2 separate regions of the Mus musculus genome follow, and region 1 is linked to region 2. The links are chromatin contacts, called in public promoter capture Hi-C maps. All regions are on one chromosome and are shown on one strand. Each heading gives the region's core, a stretch centred on a gene start, on an enhancer-like site or on the middle of the called end of the contact. The rest is flanking DNA. Distances are from core to core; before and after follow the strand shown. Region 1 holds the start of Ehd3 (EH-domain containing 3). Region 2 holds the start of Clip4 (CAP-GLY domain containing linker protein family, member 4).

Region 1 (2,700 bases), core at 35-2,534, 2.0 Mb after region 2:
TCTGCCTTAGGAGAGAGGAAAGGCTTGCCACCTCACTGGTTAGAATCCTTCTAGAACTGTCATTGACTTTGTTCCTTGTTGCTGCCCCACCCTTTGCCACATCTGGCCAATGTCTCATCACTGTTCTTGGCATTGCTGGCAATGGCACGATCTTCCTCAGAGGGGCGCTACAATGTTGCTTCCTGAGATCTCAGCAACCCCTGTGCTTGGTGAGCATTTTGTTACATAGCAATTATTGGTAATGATATTCTTATGGGTTTCCCATTTCTTGTTTGGCTCCTATCTTGGTGTGCACATTCTTCCATGCCTGTTCCCATCATACATTTCACGATCTACCATTTTGGATGTAGCTCTGCCAAAATCTTTACACTGCTCTGGATTGTTTTTAAGAAGGCTTTTTATGTGACCTCAAATGCCTTCCAGTCTTCTCTCAGCTCATCCTTGAAGAGACATCTCACAGCCATGTTTCCTGTAATGCCTTCAAATTGACCACGAAAAAAGCAAAAGATGGTTCTGCTTGCTTGCTTGCTTTTTTTTTTATTCTTATTTTTATTTAATTTAATTTTTTTTTTTTTTTGAGACAGGGTTTCTCTGTGTAGCCCTGGCTATCCTGGAACTCGCTTTGTAGACCAGGCTGGCCTCAAACTCAGAAATTTGCCTGCCTCTTTTCGTGTCTGTTGTAATTCTACCCTGCTACATCTCCTAAAAGGCTCCTCAAAGACTCAGCTTTGTATGTAGTTGTGTCAAATTAGGTCGCTGCCCCTTAGCACTCCCTGCCTGTGTGTGTTTTGCTGGTTTTACCTACCGTATTGAGTGGGAGAGAGGGGGAGGAGAGAAAGAGGAAAGCCGTTTTTGTTTGTTGTTTGTTTTTCACTTCACCTCAGGCCTGGTGAAAAGATAAGTTACTGATTTTTTGGTTATTTTATGTCACTTGTCAGGGGCACCTTCTTTCCATGCCCCAAGGAAAATACAGTAGAATTTTCCCCAAATGGGTCCCAATATTAGTATCCCCAGGGAACTGACCTCAGTAACCAAAGGAACTGAGTCTCAAAACGGTAGAGTAGGTCAAGGCTGTCTTAGTCTCCGTCCTTGAGAGGGCGCTGCTCCCAAGTCAAATCCCCAGGGCTGGGAAAGAAATGCCTGCGCTTTCCCACAGGACTCTGGCAGCAGCTTTTTGCAGATAGAGTCCGCGCGGCCGCAGAGCGCCTGCCCATAGACATGGCGGCGCCCTCCTTGGCTTCGCGTCGCCCTGACCGTGGAGCTGGCCGGGTTTTGCCAGTTCTCGGGGACTTCCTGCACGTCTGGCATTTAAACGCGCGCCGGGGGCGGCGGGATGCTGCTGCGGATGCGGAGCTGTGTGAGCCGCTGCCTACCCGGCGCAGCCTGGGCTCCGCAGTAGCGGAGCTCGAGCATCCTTTAGTCATCTATCTGGGGAGACCTGGAACTCAGGCTTCGGCTTCCCGGCAGGTTTGTCTTTAATTTCCAAGGTTGCAGTTCTCTTGACACAATCCACAGCATCCTTCTCTCCAACCGGGCTGTGGATGAACCTGGGACTGGACTGAATCCAGCAGCTGGGGCAGCCCGGGCCATGGTGCGTCTGAGCCCCGAGCTCTGGTAAGGCAGTAGTGGCGGCGTTGTTCGAGCTAGGCGGGTGCCACTCCCGGGAGCTTCCTCCCAGCTGTCACAATGTTCAGTTGGCTGGGTAACGATGATCGCCGCAAGAAGGACCCTGAGGTCTTCCAGACGGTGAGCGATGGACTCAAAAAACTCTACAAGACCAAGCTGCTGCCTCTGGAAGAGTATTACCGCTTCCACGAGTTCCACTCGCCCGCCCTGGAAGATGCTGATTTCGACAACAAGCCCATGGTCCTGTTGGTGGGCCAGTACTCTACCGGCAAGACCACCTTCATCAGGTGAGCCTCATCTGGGTGCTGAGCCTTCCGGGTGACGTGGAAAGTCTTCCATTAAGGGCTCTGAAGAAATCCCTGTGGGAGGCCTCAAAAGTTGATCCTACTACCGAGTCCCCCATTGATTCCTATATGATGTCCCTCCTCAGTTCTTAGCCCTGGTCATTTTATTAAGAGTCATCCCTGTTGTCTGATCTGGGCACTGAAACTGAGGCACAGAAGGAACCAGACTCCTAATGAAGGTGGGGATACCGTAACCCTCCTTTTGACTAGAATCTCTTATCTCGTGAAGGGCTTGGGATTATCCCGGGGAGCCTTACCTTTGCAGCCGAGTTGTTCTCATGGTCGCGGGCCTGGGGATGGGGGTGAACTGGAGACCCTGGGGTCATTTATTCTTTTACCGTTTTTCCTTCTCTCTGACAGTGCTTTTAGGGCTGTCTCTTAGAGAAGCAGAATACTTTTAATAAGTTTCTTCTTTGAACTTAATAGTTCAATAATAATAATAATAATAATAATAATAATAATAATAATAATAATAATAAAGCAGCTTACAGAAGTAGAGGAGATACTAAGATGCCTCATCTGGCCCTTGACTTTGCAGGTGAGATAGCAGAGGTGATGGGAGGATACGTGATGGTTTAGAGCTGCACAAGATGGAAGCAGCCCTCGGTGCCTGTGAAAAATGTTAGCTACGTGCCTGTAACTTTAACAGGGAGTCTTCCATTCCGTTGAATGATAGATTTTGGGGGCTGCAAGCATTCAGAGAGAAAGTCAGAAAAATCCAATAGCTCTG
Region 2 (2,700 bases), core at 17-2,516:
CTTGTTGTCCCTGGAATTTGCCTGTGTACTGTGTATGTTGGGTGTAGCAGGAAGAGCCAGTAGTCTGGCTGGTTCTAACAGAGATCTTCATTATAGCTTAGTACCACTCAGCTTGCCACACCCCATCACCTACTAATAGTGGTATCTTGGTGGATACTTTAAAAAAAAAAGCAATAAAAGTAAACTGTGTCGCTCGGAAAATATCACCAGCAGCTCCTGTTACAACAGATCCTTATGGGTTTCCGTGTTTCAGTGGCACTTAGAGCCAACAAAAGGCAAATTGCTTTCTCTTTTAGCCAGCTGAGGAGGTGGGTGGGTTAGGCAAGAATTGGGTGTGAGAAAAACAGGGAAAGGGGTGTGTGTGTGTGTGTGTGTGTGTGTGTGTGTGTGGTGTCCTCCGAGGGAGGGATAAGCATCTGTGTTACATTACCATCCTCAAGAGTGCATGAAGACAAGAGTCTGCAGGGAAAGAGAACCTGGCAGCTGCCCAGGGGTGTGGGATGGTGGAATTTAGTACTGCATAAGCACCCTGAGTTTTAGTTGGCCCTGTGCCCCACCCAGTTCTCCACTGTGCTCTGACCGCCTCAAACAACTATTTGGATATCTTGGGTTGAGTTAGTAGAAGCTCAAGAGGTAGGCAGAGGTGGCAGGCTCGTCTCGGTACTTACCAGGTCGCCGTTCCATTCTGAGAATCTCATTTAGAAAGGCTCAAGACAAGCCAGGATGCACTCCGAGGAGTCCTTCAACCGGCTGGTGAGTAGGGTCCCAACTGCACTATCGACGAACGGCCTGAGAGACAGAGAATGCTCATTGTTCTCTCTTGAACTGGAGTTAGATGTTCTTTGACAACATCCATGGCAGAAACAACCCTAGATTTTAGCTCCCAAGGAAGGATGTTTTGCCAAAGGCTAGTCTAAGCTACCTTAAGAGTTAGCGAGTTCCTTCTTCTTCCGAGTATCCAAGTAGAGTCACTTGGTGGGAGAATGTTGTGAGGACTCTAGCAAGGAGAAAGTATTTGTGTTTGTTTTCCTAGCCTCCAGAGCCAACAGTTCGAACTGGAAAAGTGCTCTGGGGTGTGGTGTGCACTTACCTCTGGGCTGGCAGAGATGCTGATGGACATCCATTCATATGGTCTCTCAACAAGTTAGTTACCACACGATAGGGAAGAAACACCAACAGGGTTACAGTTTGTGAGGCCTCGAAGAGCTTGGCTGTGACATCCTTAACTCAAGTTTACAAACTTGTCAGTCACATTTAGCTCTCCCTATTAAAGACCAACACCTTTCTGCAGCATGGGGAAGAACTAGAAATGCCAGCGCCCACATCTGCTAGGGTTTCAATGTCACTTCTTTCTGGTTATGAGAAGATGGAAGAGATGAGAAGTATGAGGTAGGTGAGGAGGGAGCAGAAAACTAAGGAATGTGTAAGTGTGCCCTGTGACTATTCATTTCTTCCCTTTGGCTGGCACACTTCCTTTGTAATTGCTCAGTTGGGTATTGAGAGGGGTTTTCACAGCAGGACCTGGAAACAGATAATTGACTGACGGATCTTACCCTAGGCCATACATGGCCTCCCTATGCATGGGTGAGATGTGGTCTCTGCCTACCAGATGCTGTAGGTGGGAACTCTTCCAGCCCAGGATGCTAGAAAGCAAGGGGGGTGGCAAATAGGGCCAACTAAGACCATGCAAGAGGAGGGTGTGCCTGCTGCAGCCCCAAATCACCATCCTGGCCAGCCAAGGTTCCTTTTAGAGCCTGGTTGTGCCTCTCTGGACAGATCCCCATTTGTGCATGGCACCGCAGGGGCTCTGGGAAAGGCCACTGGACTGTGAGTTTGGGCACAGCAGGTGCAGCCGCCGCCAGACCTTCCTCCTGTTGGGGGCACAGGGGGCGCAAGCAGGAGGCGAGCGAGCGCAGGCGCGTGCGCCGGGCCCAGGGCCGAGGCCTGCGCGCAGCCCAGGCGGCTGCACTGCGCGCGCGCCGACCCGCGTGGGGGGCCCGGTTCCGGCGCGCGCGGCGTGGAAGGCGGCGGGTTGCTGCTGCCCGGCTGGAGGCTCGGCGGCAGCCACGGGACCCCTGCGGGAGGGCGGGAGCGCGCCCGCCCGCCCCTGCGCCTGGCCTCTGCGCCCCGCGTCCGCAGCCGGCGCTCCTCGGGGACCCGGAGCAGGCAGGTGGCGGGACGCTGGGGGGCGGCGGGACCCGGAGGCCGGGAGGGCCGGCCGCTAGGCGGTTGGCGGTGCGGGCCCCACCGAGCTGCCCGGAGGCCTCCCAGGACGCGGCCCGGCGGGCGGAGAAGTGGGTGCTTGTGTCGCTTGCTCTCCGGCTGAGATGGGTGCCCGGCTGAGGCCCGCGCTCCCCGGAACCCCGGAGTATCTCCCACGCGTGGGGCTGCGCACCCTGGTGGGTTCTCATAAGCTTGGCTCATCATGTTCTCATTCGCATCCTCCTCCGACTTAGATCATTAAGAAACCCGTGGCCATGCGTGTTCCAAACTGAACTGGCTTCGCCTCGCCTTGCTGCTCTGAGATTCCTTCATACTAATTCGCCTTGAGAAGTTGCAGGAGGGTGGGAGCCCAGTGAGACCTGTCCCGTGCTTGCGGAACCGCAAGGATTAGATGAACTGGTTCTTAGTTACAGCTGTGAGGTGGGACAGTAACTTGGTGACTGTACCAGGCTGCACTGTGGGTAGGTACATCGTACC

The links. Promoter capture Hi-C pulls out the DNA fragments that hold promoters and counts their contacts.
Region 1: a promoter capture Hi-C map of hippocampal neurons shows a contact between it and region 2, with 4 times the contacts expected there. The contact joins the promoter of Ehd3 here to the promoter of Clip4 in region 2. A contact is called at or near these places in 2 of 39 promoter capture datasets (HPC-7-derived erythroid cells and hippocampal neurons).

Annotation. Positions count from the first base shown.
Region 1 is chr17:73,803,557-73,806,256 of GRCm38.p6, forward strand. It overlaps Ehd3 (EH-domain containing 3), which reads left to right and starts at 1,285. Exons shown (of 6, transcript NM_020578.3): 1 at 1,285-1,913. The coding sequence starts at 1,687.
Region 2 is chr17:71,780,681-71,783,380 of GRCm38.p6, forward strand. It overlaps Clip4 (CAP-GLY domain containing linker protein family, member 4), which reads left to right and starts at 1,267. Exons shown (of 16, transcript NM_030179.3): 1 at 1,267-1,389. Gm30140 (a long non-coding RNA gene) reads right to left here and starts at 2,002. Exons shown (of 4, transcript XR_001782175.2): 1 at 1,091-2,002; 2 at 923-997; 3 at 669-789.